Linked DNA regions of Rattus norvegicus: region 1 is linked to region 2. Evidence: chromatin contacts called from public Hi-C data. All regions are on one chromosome and are shown on one strand. The core of a region is the stretch at or near the end of the contact, and the rest is flanking DNA. Distances in the headings are between cores, read along the strand shown.

Region 1 (3,554 bases), core at 527-3,026, 140 kb before region 2:
TTTTCTTTAGAAGGAACAACTATTATTTTATTTTGGATTCAAGAATGATCTAGAATGTTTAAACAGACCATTAATATTTAAGTTATAGCACACTAAAACCCACACAAAAGTAGAGCAAAGTGTTCTTTGTCATTAGGGAAAACAAAGCGACTTAAGGAAATGAGGCAGCTCCTTTTCTCACTTCAACCAACACCTCCACAGTCTGCATTATCACTTTAGGCAAACTGACATTTTCACGTTTCCTTTTTAATGGCAGGAATAATTTCCATCTGGGGCCATCCGCATAAAGTGTTGGTCTTGGCACGTTTTCAACACTAAATTGAAAGTCCATGTCTGGCTATAAAAGCAAAATGCCCCAAGACAGCAAGACAGCTACATAGCTCACATTCACCCTACAAATGACAGCTCAGTGTGTGACCTAGTATTAGTTTTGCCCTCAGGTAAGGCATAGAAACCTATTACCTCTCCTCAAACGCTTACAAATTATCTTCGCGACTTTAAAGTCATCTGCTCCTAGCAATATTAAACAATGTTCACAGTTCTAGAAGAGAACTTTCACAGATGCTACTTCGTTTAAACTAAAACCCAGGGTAAATGTCTGTATGTTCCGGTTTGAAAAGCCATACAAAATGAAATCGTTAATTCCCAGACACAGCATCCCTTTCTGATGGGTCAACCACGTATGCTGCCAGTTATCTCAAGAGTAAATTCAGACAGTAGGTTAAAAGTCCAAGAGAGAAGTCAGGCCCCTGCTTAATCTTTTTATTTTTTCCCAATAGCCACCTGGAAGTCACACTGGGCTTCGGATGCTTCCGTATGGAAACACCCTGGACAGACTAGCTAGGGCGAGCAGCGAGCCAAAGTTGCTGAGCTCGGAGAGGATTAGGGCGGACACGGTGGCCCATCTGTCCGCGGACGACAGAAATCAGTCCACCGGAGACAACCTGGGCAGGGGGAGTGGGACCGGGAGCGGGACTGGGCGCCAGCTACCCTCTGCGGTCCCCCGACAGGAAACAGCCGGGCTGAGGTACCCGGCAGGTGGGCAGCGCCCCTTGAGGCGGAGAAACCGCCTCGCCCACTGACGGCGAGCGGCCGGCGGGGAGTGGCAGCGGCTCCCCACCGCCCGAGCTGACAGCCAGCGGCGCGAGAAGTCGGACACCAGGAGGGCCGCGGCGGCGCGAGGGTCGTTGCGAGGAAGCCGCTGGGCGCTGCCCTGCGCCGGCTCTCGCCGGGCTCCGCGGCAGGGGCATACTCACATAGGGCTGGTAGAACTTGGAGAGCCGCGGCTTCCCGTGGTTGTTGAAGATGAGGATGGCCTTGATCATGGCTGGGCCGGGCCGACAGGGTGGGCGCTGGGGCCAGGGCGGGGGCGGGCGCGTGAGCCTCGCCTCCGGGAGCTTGTTGCCGCTGCTTCCCCACCCGCCCCCTCCCGCACGCGCGCGCGCGCTCCCGCGCCGAGGGGCGGGGCCTGGAGGCGGGACCTGGGCGGGGCAGGCCAAGAGGAAACGGAAGCGTTCCCGGACCAGCCAACTCTCCGGAGGGGTACGTGGTCATATGGTTGCTCACAGAGATTCGTCACGGAAGCCCTTCAGAACTCTATGACACTCTATACTTCGGTAACTATCGTGTTTCCAACAGACTATCTATATGGACTGCTCTCTAGACATCCCAAAATTCACTGTTAATCCGGCTCCCACCTGCCCGGCACCTGCTTCACGACGCTTCGTGTAGCAAGGTCCAACCCCTTCACGCTCTTACCTCACTTCCGCCGTCGACGCTCAGCAAGCAAGATGGCAGAAGACCCAGAGGCTGTGCTGCAGCTCCCCGCGGCTCCGGCTGCTGCGGCGGGCGAGAGCCTTTTGGAGCTCTCCCCAGAAACAGCCATCCCAGAGCCCCCGTCTTCGGTTGCAGTTTCGCCCGGTACGGAGGAACCTCCCGGAGACACCAAGAAAAAAAGTATGTCAACATCCGTTTGTGGGCGGAGACAAGAGACCTAATAGCGTTTCTAAGAGTGGTGGCCCGTAAAGTGGCAAAAGCTAAAGAAGGGCGCATCCTAGAGGTGCACTTTCTACTCTTAGAATTGAGCAAAAGTGTTAGACCCGAGCGGGGGACGGAACATTTGCACTGCTGTCTCACGAAACCAAGCTAAATTTAGAAATGCACAAGGGACTGGCCAGACAACTGCCTCTCCCAAATTGGGGTTTTAGAGAGCCCCTCACTGGCTTTTGAGGTCCTTTTTATGGGTAAGGGTTCGAGTAACAACTGCCAAGACAATTGATGTTAGCATCTGGACAGAAGAGTAGGGGACTCAGGTGTCAAGGCCATGTGTAGGGTAGATAAGTGTGCAAGGATACATCTTACGGAAGGGGAGTGAGTCATTACGGGTGTTCGGGAATTTAGCAAGGCAAAGATGTGGGCATATGTCATGGTGTTACAAGTGCAATTTAGATTGAAAATGGTTTGCAACGTACATTAGGTTTAGGAAACAGACTTATTCCTGTAAGATATGGTGACATAATAGCAATGTATAAGGATGTGTGGCTCCTGGTCGGATTTCACAAAAGTGCTTACTGTTCTTCACGCCTTTTGAGTGCCTAAGTGATCCTGGTACCCAGGTTCCTTATCGTCAGCACCTTTTAAAGTGTCTGGGCTTTGAAGGTGGGGAGCCCCAAGTGGGATCTCGGTAGCTCCATGTACTTATCAAAAGACCGGTTACTGGAAGTCTCGATACGGATTTACGCCAACCGAATATTAATTCATTCTTTAGAACAAGAACAAAAATCCTGGAACTTTAGACACTGAAGAATGCTAAGGGAAAAGTAAAGGTGTAGGTGTTACCTTTTTGTTAACTTTTCCTGCCTTTGTACATCATTGAATTACTTGAACTAGTTGTCTTCAGCTTCCATATTGTCTCAGGGTTGTGCTTGCCCCTGGAAAGTAAAGGAGTTTAGATTAACTTGCACTGAACACTGTCGAGTTAGAGTTGACTGTAAGAAAAATCAACAAATAAACATACTTCAAGGAAAAAGTAAACCTTGTCTTTAACTGTTCTCCTTTCAGAGATAGAAAATGTAGATCTGGGTGTGGTCTCTGTTTCTCGATCTTGCCACCTTGCTTATGTTGCCTGGGGGAAGAATTGTCTCCCAGCACTGCTCCTGGGGGATGCAGGCATATGGAGCCCAGTAGTGGAACATCACAAAAGGTCTACAAGTTCAATACCCAGCTCAACAAGAAAGAAAGAAAAAAAGGCTGACTTTGCATTTAGAGGAACTCTGTCTATATTCATGATGTACTACTATGAGTATTTAGAAAGAGAACCACCACCGTTAACTTTTAAAAAAAAATTTTTTTTTCTTCATTTAACTGCATGGAGCTGACTTTGAGAGGTTTCCTTAAGATGGAAACTGGAGGCTGGCACATTTTTAATCCCAGCACTCAGCAGCCTAGGGAAGGCAGATCTCTGAGTGCAAGGCCAGCCTGTGCTCCCTCAAAAAATAAACAAATAAAAATACAAATGTGTAAGTCAATAGTCTAGTCCTTCACACTGATGATTG
Region 2 (3,898 bases), core at 886-3,385:
CAACTGCAAAAATTCTTCCAAACTTATTAACAGGGATGGGAATGAGATCTTGGAACTGAGTCTGAAGGGATACAATCCACACCACTATAAATAGGCAAGACATTTTAAATATAAAGTGTACATTTTTCAAATAAAAATTCAATGACAGTAAAGACACTGCTTTGTATTTTTATAAATCTAGATTCATAGAACAACCTGAGTGCTCACCTCCTTCAGTCTGCTATGCTGTTTGGTTGGAATGCATCATAAAAATCCAGCCTTCAACAACTACAACCCCCTGAAAGATTTTTCAGATGACTCTGAGAATCACAGCTTCAAAGTAAATACTCTAAAGTGTATAGAGTATGGTATAAAATTGTCAAGGTGAAACTTCCAGGCCACATGTACTACATAATATACATATTACCTTCCTCTTTATTACGTTAAGCTTACCCCAAAGTGGAACATGCATGTCTAGCACTGCTGTACTTTGAAAATTTGCCTGTTTGGTGATATTTAATTGTAATATTAAAAGTGATACCGCAGGCTAGAGAGATGGCTCAGTGGTTAAGAGCACTGACTGCCCTTCCAAAGGTCCTGAGTTCAATTCCCAGCAACCACCTGGTGGCTCACAACCATCTGTCATGGGATCTGATGCCCTCTTCTGGTGTGTCTGAGAACAGCTACAGTGTACATATATATATATACATATATATATATATATATATATAAAGTAAACAATTCTTAAAAAATAAAGTGATACCACACTGATTCTTTTATTACTAGTTTTAGTTTTTTAATTTTTCCCTCCTCCCTTTCCTCCCTCCCAAACCTTCCACATTGCACTGAGATTTTAATCTTATTTCTTTATGGAGAAAGGGTGGTTCCCAAACCCCCACCCCCACCCTCCATACTCCCTTGTAGCTCTGGAGATTCAATCCTAGGACTTGGACAAGTTCTACTGGTGAGCTCCATTACCAGCTCCAAGATAAGAGCAAGATCACCCGTCCAAGATGAGTCAAAAAACAAAACCTCCATTTTTCACTGCCAAATTCAGTTTTATTTTCACTCACCTACAAAATTTCTGGCCTGGCTCTCAGGAAGGTCTAGTCTTCCCAGTCTGGAAGAAATTAAAAGAATGTGACCTTAAGCCTCCTTCCCATTTGCCCCAGCAGAAGCTTTAAGTGCCTCAAGGCAGCTGAGTGAACTTCCGGCTCTCGTTTTATCCGCCCCACCCAACCCTTACTCAGGGCCTTGCCTCACTCCTACCTGCCAGCTACTTCGTTCTCATAAAAACCTCTCTACTGATCCTCGGCAATCTAGAGCCCACCTTATCTCTTTCACTAAAAAACAAACCAAAAAGCTCCCAACACCCCCCCCAAAAAAAACAAAACAAAACCGGAACACCTGATTCCTGTTACGCACGTGGGAAGCGTAAAATGAATGCCTTACAAGAAACGCCATGTCGATCAGAAGCAAATTAGTTACTTTGCTACTGTTGGGTCCTTAACTCCCTAATCAGTAAAACAGACATACTATCACTTACTGTATGAAGAGTAGAAGGAGCTTGCTAAGAGGTACTCAATGGATGTTTGTTTTAGTCTAACCGAAACTTATCTTGTGCTTACCACGTGCCGGCCACTCTTCTAGACCCCTTTTCCAGATAAAGAACTCAGGAAATAATCCGTATTTATTTTAGGCAGTACTATTTAGAGTATAGCAGAGTTTTAGCATCCAGGCCGAGGTCAGCTGGCCGGAAGGTAAAGAGCAGGGATTAGAAATTCTAGTCTTCTACTCATCTCTGAGAACATGCGCTTTTTGCGTAAGCTGCCTCCTCCAAATACGACTGTACTCTGTGCGACAACCTCCTGTAAACTAGAAATCTCTCTACCACCGGGGATTAGCCCTCCATAGCCCTAAAACGAGCTCTTGGGAGTCCCTAGGAGATTCCCCAAACTTGGTACTCACAGTGACAAATGCAGCAGAACCCCTCTACCGTCTCAGCCCGGCGAGCAGCGAGACCACGCGCCCTTCCTAGGCAACGGCCGGCCACGCCCCTTCCCGTCGAGTTCCCGCACTGCCCCCTCCCCTCGCCCAAGGAGGGCCGCCCACGCAACGCCGAGGCCTCACGCTCTTCCACGTCCTCACTACAACGCCTCGCCCACCGGATTTCACATCCGGGTCACCGGGTCCTGTCCCGGTCCCGCCCCTTCCGTTAGATCTCGCCGTACTTCCGGTCAGCGAGGCCTCTTCCTCCGCTGGTTTGCCGGGTCTCCTACCACTGCCCCTCAGGTTTTCCTAGAGCGGCTCGGGTACCTCATTGCGTCTTTCCGGAAGCCTGCGCTGGTTCCTCGTCGCACGCTTCACTAAGGCTCGCGGGCCGGTAGGGGCTGGGCCTGCCGCGCGTGTTGAGGCCCCGCAGCTCCGTTGAGGCCGCCGCGCTGTCAGGATGCCGCGGCCGAGGTCGGCGACTTGCTGGGCGGCCGCCGCAGGCCGTTGGAGTTGCAGACTGCTTGCTCTACTGTTGCTACTGCTACTGCCGGGTCCGAGCGGCGGCTCCGAGATCACTTTTGAGCTGCCGGACAATGCCAAGCAGTGCTTCTACGAGGACATCACTCAGGGCACCAAGTGTACCCTAGAGTTCCAGGTACCACGGGCCCCAGCCACCGTGATCCGCTAACCCAAGAGTGACCTCAGTAGCCTATGCAGGACATTTAGCTTTTCTTTTCAGAGCTCAAAGAACTGAAATTTCAGAAATGCTTCCTGTGGCTGTCACATTCTCCAGTGCCACTCATTGAATGGAAGCCGCATTAAATAAATTAATTTAAGAAGTTCTTTTTAAAAAAGCTGTTTTCTGCGCACAAATACCCAGTATCAGCTCCCTATTCCTGTAATCCACAACTCCAATTTAATCGGTTTGACATAACACACGGTCGTTTCCGGTATTTTGTGGCGGTTGGGTTGGATTTAGGATTTTTGTTTTTGTTTAACACCAGGATTCTTTCCTTACTGCAGAGGTGATTGGAAATGCTCTGTTAAGAGGCTTTTTCTTTTTTAAAGACGGTCTGTCAAGGGTGTTGTAAAACATTATGATAAACAAGAGGCCCTTTCTTAGTTCGCAGACAATGTAAAATAGGAACTTTATTCTTTAGGAGCCTAAAGCAGTCTACCGGTTTGTTGTTGTTGTTAATAGTTTCATTTAACATTTCAGCAGCTCTTTAGTGCTAGGTCACCTGTAACTGGAGCTACAGGAGATTTAACACCTCTGACCTCTGCAGGCGCCTGCACCTACATGCACGTATCATCTCCCAGACACACCCATAAAACATAATTGAAAATAATAAAAATCGTTTCTTATTAGACACGACAATAGCTTAGTATTCATACTATACTTAGTATTGTACTCGGTTAGTATTTGTGGCGAAGGAGAAAAGCGAAAGGTAAAATCAACAAGGCTTGATAACAATTTGTATTGTGAGGAGAGAAATCTAAAGATCAAAAAAGGAATTAAGGATATATGTGTGTATCAATTCCCAATATATACAATTACAAAGGAATTATAAGCTGTAATCAGAATATTCTTTATTTAAATTTAATATATGTTTGTTGAATTTTTATATCTGTAGCTACAATACTTGGTGCTATAAAACATTTAAAATTTTTTAAAATATTTACATTGCATGTGCAAGGTCCTAGTCTTAATCCAAAGTACACATTCATTCATTCATTCATATTTGTACTTAATACATGTATGTAATCATATATGGAATAATACAGCTCTCTAAGTACAAAATTATATCTCATGTACTTATTAAAATGATCTTGTAATACAACTCTATTAGTCATCATCTCAAGTGACAAAAGGTCATATAAATCATAGAAATGTCTTTGAAGTCTGAGCTTTAATGTCTTCGTTTTA

Evidence for each region. Hi-C and Micro-C count contacts between places; a contact is called where the count stands out from the background.
Region 1: a Hi-C map of Schwann cells shows a contact between it and region 2, with 3 times the contacts expected there. The contact joins the promoter of Atg12 here to the promoter of Eif1a in region 2. A contact is called at or near these places in 12 of 12 Hi-C or Micro-C datasets (the A7r5 cell line, the Rat2 cell line, Schwann cells and 7 more) and 1 of 1 datasets of contacts at active chromatin or transcription factors (oligodendrocytes).

What each region holds. Positions count from the first base shown.
Region 1 is chr18:41,647,240-41,650,793 of GRCr8, reverse strand. Atg12 (autophagy related 12) reads left to right here and starts at 1,776. Exons shown (of 4, transcript NM_001038495.1): 1 at 1,776-1,956. The coding sequence starts at 1,791. It overlaps Ap3s1 (adaptor related protein complex 3 subunit sigma 1), which reads right to left and starts at 1,421. Exons shown (of 6, transcript NM_001398640.1): 1 at 1,257-1,421. The coding sequence starts at 1,325.
Region 2 is chr18:41,510,535-41,514,432 of GRCr8, reverse strand. Eif1a (eukaryotic translation initiation factor 1A) reads right to left here and starts at 2,135. Exons shown (of 3, transcript NM_001008773.3): 1 at 1,948-2,135; 2 at 1,053-1,099. It overlaps Tmed7 (transmembrane p24 trafficking protein 7), which reads left to right and starts at 2,190. Exons shown (of 3, transcript NM_001105758.1): 1 at 2,190-2,626. The coding sequence starts at 2,429.